2 separate regions of the Sus scrofa genome follow, and region 1 is linked to region 2. A link is a contact called in public HiChIP or PLAC-seq data. All regions are on one chromosome and are shown on one strand. Each heading gives the region's core, a stretch centred on a gene start, on an enhancer-like site or on the middle of the called end of the contact. The rest is flanking DNA. Distances are from core to core; before and after follow the strand shown.

Evidence for each region. HiChIP or PLAC-seq counts read pairs in DNA pulled down with a chosen protein or histone mark.
Region 1: a contact with region 2 is called in an H3K27ac HiChIP or PLAC-seq map of alveolar macrophages. The contact joins two enhancer-like sites. A contact is called at or near these places in 2 of 47 Hi-C or Micro-C datasets (liver and skeletal muscle) and 1 of 2 datasets of contacts at active chromatin or transcription factors (alveolar macrophages).

The regions. Positions count from the first base shown.
Region 1 is chr7:33,548,622-33,554,421 of Sscrofa11.1, reverse strand. The region is part of intron 3 of ZFAND3 (AN1-type zinc finger protein 3); the gene reads right to left. Among named protein-coding and RNA genes, the nearest start is that of ZFAND3, 170 kb to the right of the region's middle. Within about 2 kb of position 2,796, at least 12 of the 83 cell types and tissues checked have an H3K27ac peak or open chromatin away from gene starts, as enhancers often do. A contact at or near this core is called in alveolar macrophages, where this site is marked.
Region 2 is chr7:33,428,953-33,434,979 of Sscrofa11.1, reverse strand. All of the region lies in intron 2 of ZFAND3 (AN1-type zinc finger protein 3), which reads right to left. Among named protein-coding and RNA genes, the nearest start is that of ZFAND3, 54 kb to the right of the region's middle. Within about 2 kb of position 1,524, at least 3 of the 83 cell types and tissues checked have an H3K27ac peak or open chromatin away from gene starts, as enhancers often do. A contact at or near this core is called in alveolar macrophages, where this site is marked.

The DNA.
Region 1 (5,800 bases), core at 1,547-4,046, 120 kb before region 2:
CCCACTGAGCAAGGGCAGGGACCAAACCCGCCACCTCATGGTTCCCAGTCGGATTCGTCAACCACTGCACCACGACAGGAACTCCCCTCCAGTCATTTCTTAACACAGAAGACTCTACCTGCTAAAATGCACAGCAGATGATAGCACCACTCCGCTCAAGACCCTTCAGTGGATTTTCATCTCATTCAGTAAATACTAATCTTTACCATGACACACCAGCCCTTACATGACCTGAGAGCCCCTTACCCCTTGACTTCATCTCCTACTACTCACTGTTTGCTCTCTCTGCTGCAGTCACTGGCTCCCTTGTTGTTCTGAAACATCAAGAATACTTCTGCCTCTGGATCTCTGCCGTTATGTTCTCTCTGCCTGGGTTGCTCATCTCCTAGGTATCTACATGGCTAGCTACTTCACATCCTTCAGATTTTTATTTAAAAGGTCTTCTCTGGTCACTGTATCTAAAATTTTACTCTCCAAACCCTGACACTTCATATCCTGCTTTAAAGGCATCCTTTCATTGACTCATAGCAACCAAAGATGCTAATGAAGTTTGGCTATCTCAATCTCCTTAAGTAGGGAAGTTGGTGTGAAATTTCTTTTGGAAGAATTTTCTTAATCTGTTAAGAAGTTTTAGTTTGAATGGGGTCTTATCTCATTTATCTTATCTGCTGCAAATCCACTGAATTTGAGAATCTCAGTCTTTAACACCGGAAATTCTCTTTCATTATTACTTTGACCCCCTCCCATTTTTCCCTGCTTTCTCATTTTGGGACTCTTGTTAGACAGATTTTCTGAGGGATTTTTTTTTTTTTTTTGCTTTCTGGGGCTGCACCTGAAACATATGGAAGTTCCCAGGCTGGGGTCCAATCAGAGCTACAGCTGCCAGCCTACACCACAGCCACAGCAACGCAGGATCTGAGCCACATCCTTGACATACAATGCAGCTCATGGCAGTACCAGATCTTTAACCCACTGAACACGAGGCCAGGGATTAAACCCACATCTTCATGGGTACTAGTCAGGCTCATTACCACTAAGCCACAATGGGAATGCCCAAAAATAATTTTTAATGTAGACTCTTATACTCAGTCAAATAAATAGCATTCACACCAAAGAGCAAAATACTAACATGGCTCTCAAATTTACCACATGGATATAAGGATACCAGAGCACGCTCTCCAACAACAAAAAAGTGATCCTCATCGGTAGGAAGAAGAGAAAAGGTTGTAAGTAAAAAAAGAAAAAAGTTAAACGTACGGTTATGTATAAACAGATCACTACTTTTGTTGCTTTTAACCAAGCAAACAGCTAACTCCAAAGAAACATGATTATCAAACTTAGGTGCCCTTATCCAGTAGGACAGCATCTCAAACTTCACATGTCCAAAACTCAATTCTTCATTTTCCCAACAAAACTGCTTCTCTGGCAGCCTTCTTCATTTTAGTAAAAGGCAATTCCATCTTTCTAGCTGCTTAAGCCAAAATTTTGTAATCATCTTTAACTGTATCAAAAAAATCCTGTCAAATCTATCTTCAAAGTATATCCAAACTACTAACAATTCTGTTCAACTCCACAGCCCTGGTCCACACCGTCATGACCACAAACTTGAATTACTGTAATATTCCATACTCTTTTACTTTACATAATAGTGTATCCTCCTTTGCCCCCACATAGCAGCCCAAGTAAACCTTTTAAAACTAAGTATAATCATATCACTCCTCTGACATGATCAAACAAACCCGACTCTACACTGACTTCCCATCTTAACCAGAGTAAAAAGCATACAAGAGCCTCAATGACTCAAGCTTATTATCTCACGCTCCAGCTTTTACTAGTATTTAACTCTGCACCAACCAACAGTGGCATTTTTGCTATTCCTGGAACACATCTTGAACACTCTCCCAACCGGCCCCAGGACCTTAACACTTGCTGTCACCTCTGCCTGGATACTTTTCCCTTAGTTAACCACATGGCTAGGTCTTTACCTACTGACCTTCCCTACAAAAACTAGGAAGCTCATATATGTATACACCCTTTTCCCTAGGGCCTCCATCCCCTTAACTATTCTTTTTCCCAGAGCACTCATCATCATCTGACATACTACATATTTTTATATTGATCTCTCCTCCTACAAGAATTTAGGGTCCCTGATGGTACAGGATTTAGCAGCTTCATTTTCTGCTATGTTCCCAGTGCTAGTGTAGTGTCCAATATGCGTTAGGTGTTCAGTTAAATATTTGTGGAACAAATAAAAACTGGACACTTAAAAAGTATGCAGCCTTCTTACTGCTCTATTTCTAGAGCCTAAGAGTCCCTGACATAGAGCATACACAGTAAATGCTGGAGAGAGGGAGGGGAGAAAAGGGAAGAGCTAATAGTCTACATTAAGGCCACATCTTTAAATGAGCATGAAGAACAAAAGGAGTTGTTAGAAGAAATATGAAAACAAATGTCAAATATTTATTTTATCTCAGGATAGGGGCTGGCTTCAAAAGAGACATGGAGCTAATAAGAAAAACATTTAGAAAATATTTTAATTTTGCAAAACAAAATAAAGAAATCCAATAAGCTTATCATTAGAAACTGAATTGAGAGAAAGTGAACAGCTTGAATATGGGGGGGGGGAATAATGAGGAATGTCAGGAATGGAGAGACGAAATGAGAAAATAAACAAATTTCAGAGCAGTGACATTTCCGGAAGAGGGGTGAGGGGGACAGGAAAGAGTTTGCAACAGATGAAGCAAGAAAGCACTGCAAGGACAAATTCTGGCAGGAATAGCAAGTATAAAGGTCAAACTGGAGCTACATATTGAGACCACGTATTTACACAGCTTACTGGGAAAGTAGCATTAAAGTTCAGACCCAGTGATACAGAAAGAATCCTATGTGCTTCTGTGGTTATCAGGAAAAAGCATTAATCACACAGTCCAATGGGGTAATAACGCAGCTGTGTGAGGGCAAAGATAACATTACTATGGGAACTTTGCTTCATTTTTTTCAACTTTTTTTTTACAAAATTACTATTTTACTTCTAATGTACCATTTAAAACTTTTACCAAAAAAAAATTAACTTACACAGTATTTTCTCTCAACTCCAACAACATTAACAACCAGTTTTCAAAACATGTTCTATGGGGACAAAAATATGCAAATAATTAGAACAGTTCTAGATTTGCCTGAGAAACTCAGAATTTCTTCCCAGGAAATACTAATGAATCTATCAGAAACCACTATTTTTAAGATGTTTCATTTTGAAAGTCCAATAGTAGTAATACTCCTTTTTAAAGAAAGAGCAGCTGAGACCAAGCAAATCATGATCTGGGTCATTAGATCCACACCCGTTTCCAGTGAGAAGAGTCACAATGTCACCAATCTGGCTCTTCTCTCCTCTCCTCTTAATCCCAATTGGACTACATGCAGGCAAATGGCCTCAGAAGTCTTGCACCAGACAGGAGTGTCCACAAAGGGGTTAAGATTTATATCCAATACAATTGCGGCTGGGCCAAGGTAGTTACAGGTTGCAAAAATCCTGCAGGTAACTCTGAATTACTGTTTGACAGCAGTCAATTACTGCACTGAGAATGCTTAAGATTTTTTTAGGTATAGGTTAGGTATATAGCCCCAATACCACACACAAATACAACTACCTTCATTTTTTTTTTTCCTCAGAAGGATGCACTTCAGAATATTTTAAATTTCTATGAAGTGAATTCTGTTTTTTCTACTAACTTTCCCACTTGCTTGTAAATTTTAAGGCAATAAAGTTTCCAATTAAAGGAATGCTAAATGTTGTTACTGGGGGGACTTCTACAGCCAATTCAAAACTCTGAACCATTCTTTCAAATCCTAAAAACTAATTCCTCTGAACCTCACCACCTGTAAACCTCTGACTCCTTATATGACAACTGAATTTTCCTCATGCTCAGACATTTGCTGGCTATTCACCTCAAGTCTCCTCCTTTGTTCTGAGTATTTGCAGTATCTCCTAGAACTGCAGTTAAATTTCAAACTTTGCCAGCAGGTACTATAATCTTACTCAAAGTAAAACCCTACTCCAATCTAAATTCTTGAATTTTTATCAAGGCCCTTGGGTCTCTGAGATCAATCACTGACCTACATTCAGGAGCAAGTTTTAAAACTGATAAATCACAGCCTATCTGAGTGAGATCACATGCTAATTAATCATCTTTGTATTCCCCATGCCTGGAACATTTAATAAGCTTTCTGAAAATTTTTTCCTTGACATAGCTATGGCTTAGGCTTCTTTACAACATGTTGAGTATGAAACAAAGTCTGCCTTTAAAAATATAGTAAAAGGGAGTTCCCATTGTGGCGCAGTGGTTAATGAATCCAACTAGGAACCATGAGGTTGAAGGTTTGATCCCTGCCCTTGCTCGGTGGGTTAACGATCCGGCGTTGCCATGAGCTGTGGTGTAGGTCGCAGACAGGGCTCGGATTCTGCGTTGCTGTGGCTCTGGCTTAGGTCGGCGGCCGCAGCTCCAATTCGACCCCTAGCCTGGGAACCTCCATATACTGCTGGAGTGGCCCAAGAAATGGTAAAAAGACCAAAAAAAAAAAAAAAAAAAAAAAGGAATTCATTACATTTAATATATATATATATGTTTATAGTAAAGGAACAAATAATGAAAAAAAAATCCACCTTTCTGGTTAAGTGTGAATGGTTAAATATTACAGCACTCCTTTTTCAGAGATTCACCTCTTGCTCTAATGATTAAACTTTTCTGGATGGAAAGATTAAATTATTTGCCAAAATGCTATTTGAAAAAAAAAAAGCTAGATCAGAGCAAAGCTGGACAGAGGATTCAGGGGGGTTTACTAATTTAAAAACACTTATTTGTAGCCACCAAACTAAGAATAAAAAACCTAACACTGGGGGCTAGTCACTATTTGCCATTTAAGGAAATTGGTGGAGTTACTTCTTCACTCCCCAAAGAAAACATTTACGTGCAGGTGGTACTGGCAGCAGCTTCCTAAGCCTAACTTTTGGTGCCAATTATAATGACATTCAATCATTGCTACCATCCCCAAGTCTGCTTAAATCCTCTCCTAGAAGTAGCTGATTAATCTCATCAAAGTCCAGTCACTTAAGGGCACAGGTTACAAACTCAAATACCTGGGCAGGTAATTTAAGTGAGTAAAAGTGAGGTTCAGAACAATAGGCAGTATGATTCTGCGGCAACCTCAAGAAAGTCTCCCAGTCTAAAGGGGCAACATTTAATCAACTCCAGCAAAGGAAGCACTGAGAAATTAAAAGAGGAAACAAAAATACTACATTTTGTATAGAGAAAACATTCAAAATTTACATGAAAACTCCTTACGTTTTAAAATACTACAGGCCAGATAAAACACATCTGCAGACATCTCTACTTTGTGTTTCCTGTTAAAAAATACAAATGTGCCTCAGAGAGCTGGTTATCATTTTCAGTCTAAGGATATCATATCAGCACAAAGCATAGCACAGTAGATATTCAATAAAAACTTGTTAGATGGGTGGCTAGATCTGAAATTAAAAGGTAGTTCAAGTGTTAAAAGAAACCAGAAGAATAAAAGGCAAATTTCACATGAGTATCACAATTTCACACTTTAATTTTCAAAGTTAAAAAAAAAAAATCAGTAAAGTTTAGGTTGATGTTTTTCTCTTGTCTGTTTACCGCTTCTTCTAAATTCTCTTTACCTGTTCCCCTTTTTCCCTCCACAATTGTTTATGCTTAACTCTGTTGGTGGCGCTAACAGTTTAAGTGGTAACATCAACCTAAACTTTACTGTACTGATGTTTTTT
Region 2 (6,027 bases), core at 275-2,774:
TACACTAATATCCTACTCATGCCTTTTACCATGCTGTTCCCTGGAATGCCTGTCCGTCACATCCTCCACTTCTGCCTACCTGAACTACATCCATTCCTCAGAGTCTTGTAAGCACTCTGATGCCTGTCTTTATCTTTAACACCACAATGGGCTTCATCATCTTTAACATTCAAATGTGTTTAATATCCCATAGCATTCATCACACTATTTAATGACACACTGGCATTTAATATTTTCATTGGCAGAGAGTTTAGATCTTAGGAGTGAAGTAGCCCTAAGCCTTCATGGAGTATCACCTCATCCTTCTGTGTTCACCTCAACACCTATCAGGGCTTTACAGAAACTAAGCGACATTCAATAAATAAATGCCGTAAGAATGAATGACCAAATAAAGGCACACAAACCACAAGTTATTTTTGGTTGAAAAAAGTAGCTTAAAGGAGTTCCCGTTGTGGCACAGCGGAAACGAATCCGACTAGGAACCATGAGATTGTGGGATCAATCCCTGGCCTCAATGGGTTAAGGATCTGGCGTAGCTATAGCTGTGGTGTAGGCCAATGGTGGCTTTTTAGAACACAGGAGAGTAAACTTATAACACATGCTATAACTAAATCTAAGTTTACCTTTTTTCAAAAAATGCTAAATGAATATCCTCTGAGCACTAAATACCACTGTAAACAAGTCACAAAAAAGGAAAGACATAATGCATCAATTCCTTACTCGAATGACACCTCCTATAACATCAGCCACTTCTACAAAGAATATAAAATTTGACAGATACTCTCAGCTCAGAATTAGTATTCTTTTCCTTAATTCATTGTATTTCTAAAGAGTCAGCCAGCAGGGGGAGTGCAAGATCATTAACACTGTAGTCAAGTAATACAGCTAACAAATTTTTGAAATTTGGGAAATTTTTTAAAGTTAATCTTCATGGCGCAGTGGAAACGAATCAGACTAGGAACCATGAGGTTTCGGTTTCAATCCCTGGTCTCGCTCCGTGGGTCAAGGATCTGGCGTTGCCGTGAGCTGTGGTGTAAGTCACAGACACGGCTCATATCCTGCATTGCTGTGGCTATGGAGTAGGCCAGTGGCTACAGCTCAGATTGGACCCTAGCCTGGGAACCTCCATATGCCTCGGGTGAGGCCCTAAAAAGCAAAAAAAAAAAAAAATTCAAATGACTATGGAGAAAAGTTGCTACTTTCTAAAATATTACCCAAACTAACTGAAGTACAAGGCCAGTCTCATAATCCCAGGAGCCCACTCATCAATTTAGTCTTCATGTATTATTCACCCCAAAGCCTTACCTGCTGGTCTCCAGGCTGCTGCTATCATGACCCTCCCCAAAAAGCAAACCTCATTTTCAGTCTGTGACCATAAGGTTCATCAGAAAATAGTTATTAGGGCCCTGGAAATTATGTGTATCTGAGACACAGTTTAAGGAGCAGCACAGTCTCTGCTGATAACTGCAGACAGGCATAGTTATGAATCCTAACTATGGGGGGAGGACCAACAATAGGAAATACTGAAAGTTCAAATTGCCAAACACAGATTACTCAGATAAAATCTGCACTAAGCAAAAAGCGAGTCATGACTGTCTTCATGAAAAAGGTCTGAAACAAATAGAAACTAAATATAAAACCCAAATTTTCTCTTTTCTGCTTAAAAAGTTCTCCCATACACATTACCATACTTGATTCCTAAAACTACCTTTCTGAAATGCAGGAAATATGCTTATTTTACAGTTAAGAGAATTAAGGTGTGAAGAGGTGGTCTTATTCAAGATAACAAAGCTAACAAGTGGTGGGGACAAGATGTTAACTTAGGCTTTCTGGTTCCAAGGGCAATGCGCTCTGCATCACAACATGATGTCTCCTTAAGTAAAGGCTAGAACATGTGTATTGGAAATTTGGTTAACGTGCTCCCACAGACACACAAATTACTGTTCAATAACAGATACATGATCAATTATGTCAACACATGGACAACCTAGAAGAAATGGATAAATTCCTAAAACATACAACCTATCAAAACTAAGAAATTAAGTTGAGAAACTGAGGTAGAAAAAAACCTAAACATGGAGCTACCATTGCGGATCAGTGGTTAATGAACCCAACTAGTAATCATGAGGTTGCAGGTTCGATCTCTGGCCTCGCTCAGCGGGTTAAGGATACGGCATTGCCGTGAACTGTGATGCAGGTCACAGACACAGCTTGGATCTTGCGTTGCTGTGGCTGTGGTGTAGGCCGGCAGCTACAGCTCTGATTTGACCCCTACCCTGGGAACCTCCATATGCCAAGGGGGCATCCCTAAAAAAAAAAAAGACAACAAAACAAAACAAAAAAACCTGAACAAACCAATTATTAGTAAAGAGACTTATTCAAGAATCAAAATCTTCCCAACGAACCAAAGTCCAGGCATAGATGGCTTCACTTGTAAATTCCATCAAGCATTTAAAGAAGAATTAATACCAATCCTTCTCAGACTCCAAAAAAATTGAAGAGGGAACATTTCCAAACTCATTTTATGAGGCCAGCATCATCTGACACCAAAACCAGGTGAGGAAACTACAAAAAAACTAACAATCAATATCCCTAATGAACATATATACAAAAATCCTCCAAAAAAAAAATTAGCAAACTGAATTCAACAATATTATTAAAAGGGGAGTTCCTGTTGTGGCGCAGTGGTTAACAATCTGACTAGGGACCATGAGGTTGCGGGTTTGGTCCCTGCCCTTGCTCAGTGGGTTAACGATCTGGCGTTGCCGTGAGCTGTGGTATAGGTTGCAGACTCGGCTCGGATCCCGCGTTGCTGTGGCTCTGGCGTAGGCCGGAGCTGCAGCTCCGATTAGACCCCTAGCCTGGGAACCTCCATATGCCATGGGAGCGGCCCAAGAAATAGCAATAAAGACAAAAAAAAAACAAAACATTATTATTAAAAGGATCATACCTCATGATCAAGTGGGATTTTTTTAAGGGATTCAAGGATGGTTCAAAATCTGCTAAATAATGTGATACAAAACAATAAAAAAATGGATAAAAATCATATGATAATCTCAATAGATGCAGAAAATCAACTCAAAATGGATTAAAAACTTGAACGTAGGATCTGAAACCATAAAACTCCTAAAAGAAAACACAAGGGGTAAGCTCTTTGACGTCAGTTTCAGCAACATCATTTTGGATTTGACACCAAAAGCAAAGACAACAAAAGCAAAAATAAGTGGGACTACACCAAACTAAAAAACATCTGCACTGCAAAAGAAATAAACCATCCAAAAAAATGAACAGACAACTTACAAATGGGAGAAAATATTTGCAAATCATATATCTAATAAAGGGTTACTATCCAAACTATATAAAGAACTCATAACTCAACAGCAAAAAAAAAAAAAAAAAAAAAAATCCAATTAAAAAATGAGCAGAATTAAAAAGACCTTTTTCCAAAGAAGACACATAAATGCCCAAAAGGTACATAAAAAGGTGCTCAACATCACTAATTACTAGGGAAATGCAATCAATGCACCATCACTTCACATTTATTAGAACAGTTACGAGCAAAAAGCAGTAAGTGTCGGTAAGGATGTGCACGAAAGGGAATGCCTGTGCACTCTGGTTTGTTGGGAAGACTTTGATTACTGAATCAGTCTCTTTACTAGTAATTGGTTTGTTCAGGTTTCTCAATTTCTCAGTTTTGATAGGCTGTATGTTTCTGAATTTATCCATTTCTTCTAGGGTGTCCAGGGTGTTGACATAATTGATCATGTATCTGTTACTGAACAATAATTTGTGTGTCTGTGGGAGCAGTTCAACCAAATTTCCAATACACTGTTCCAGCCTTGTATACTACTGGTGCAGCCACAACAGAAAACAGTAGTATAGAGGTTCCTCAAAAAACTAACAATTGAACTATTCTAAGACCCAGCAGTACCAATTCTGGGTATATATCCAAAGGAAGTGAATACAGGATATCAAAGAGATATTTTCACCTCCATGCTCACTGTAGTATTGTTCACAACAGCCAAGACAGGGAAACAACCTAAGTGTCCAACAGATGAATGGAAAAAGACATGTGGTATATATACATAATGGGATATTAGTCAGCCCTGAGAAAGAAGGGAATCCTGCGGTTTGCAAAAGCATGGATAAACCTTGAGGGCATTATGCAAGACAGAGAAGACGAATACTGTGTGGCACCACTTATTTGCGGAATCTGGGGACAGAAAAGTCAATATCAGAAACAGAATAGAGGAATTCCCATTGTGGCTCAGTGGTTAACGAGCCCGACTAGTATCCATGGAGACATGGGTTTTGATCCCTGCTCTTGCTCAGTGGGTTAAGGATCCAGTGTTGCTGTGAACTGTGGTGTAGGTCAAAGATGAAGCTCAGATACAGCACTGCTGTGGTTGTGACGTAGGACAGCAGCTACAGCTCCAACTCGACCCCTACCCTGGGAACTTCCATGTGCCATGGGTGTGTCCCTAAATAGACAGAAGACAAAAAAAAAAAAGAAAGAAAGAAAAAGAAAAAAGAGTAGAAAGATGGTTGCCAAGGGCTTGAGGGTGAGGGAAACTGGGAGAGGTTGGTAAAAAGGTACATAAAAACAATCATAATCCTAACAGAAGATACATGAATAAAAGTCAATGTGAAGTGCCCAGTGCTGGCTCTGGTAGACAATTATTCTTTCCAGTTCTTCCAGTCAAAAGAAATGACAGTGCAATTACTGGCAAATTCAAAAATGACGTTTGCAGCAGAACACAATAAACACAAAAGAGCTGATTAAGCATTAACAGCTCCTCAGAGAGTAAACCTGTTGGTCTTCAAAGCACTATAGGAGTTCCCTGGTAGCTCAGTGGGTTAAAGATCCAGCATTGTCACTGCTATAGCACAAGTTCGATCCCTGGCCCAGGAACTTCTACATGCCTTGGGTGTAGCCAAAAAAAAAAAAAAAAAAAAAAGCACTATGTAAAAGACAGCTCTTAAGCCTTTTATACCTTCTCTTTACCTAGTTTAACAAAGAGATTTCAGTGTTAGAAAAGTTGGACAGCAATATGTGTCATTCAAGTTCAAATCAACAAATATATAACAGAATGTGTTTTATAATCAATGGCCTACTTTTCAGTCGTCTTGATGAGAACAAAGACCTTTCTTTTGTATTTGCGAATTAAAATTTTTTAAGAAAAAACTAATCTCCACTGCCAGAAGCCATTGTCCTGAGACTAAAATCTGTAGGACAGGAGTTCCCCTCGTGGCTCAACGGAAACAAATCCGACTAGGAACCATGAGGTTTCCGGTTCAACCCCTGGCCTCACTCAGTGGATTAAGGATCCAGCGTTGCCGTGAGCTGTGGTGTAGGTCACAGACACAGCCAGATCCTGCGTTGCTGTGGCTGTGGTGTAGGCCAGCAGCTGTAGCTCCTATTAGATCCCTAGCCTGGGAACCTCCATATGCTGCGGATGCAGCCCTAAAAAGCAAAAAATAAGTAAGTAAAAATAAAAAATAAAATCTGTAGGATGGATTTCAAAGATTCTTTATTATAATACCCCCCAATCTACTCAAATGCTAGCCTGTTTGGTTTTAAACCTTATCCAAACCTTTCTGCATTTCAAATCTCTCTCTTCCCAGCATTCTAGTAAGAAGTCTCGAAGGCCCTCTACATCTTCTGCAAACCATCTAAAATTTAACACACTCCCCCCACCACCCAGAAAAGTACACCAAGAGGTTCTTCTGGCATAAAGTTGCCTGTACATCAGTAAAGATGACCCTGCTTTCTGGTTGTATCAAACTGAACCAGGGACTGGTACACCAGCCTAAGGCAGCCATGGATTGACTGGATGCCCAAGGTCAAACTAGGCCTAACAAGGGTGACTGCACCTGGAATAATGACAAATATATTCACACCCTCATAAAATTAGGGCACAGAGAAGACAATCACTAGAGATCAGGCAGTGCTTAAAGTGATTCTAAGATGCCCATAAGGACTACTCTACCTTCTAGATTGGGAAGGATTAGGACCCTGAGTGAACA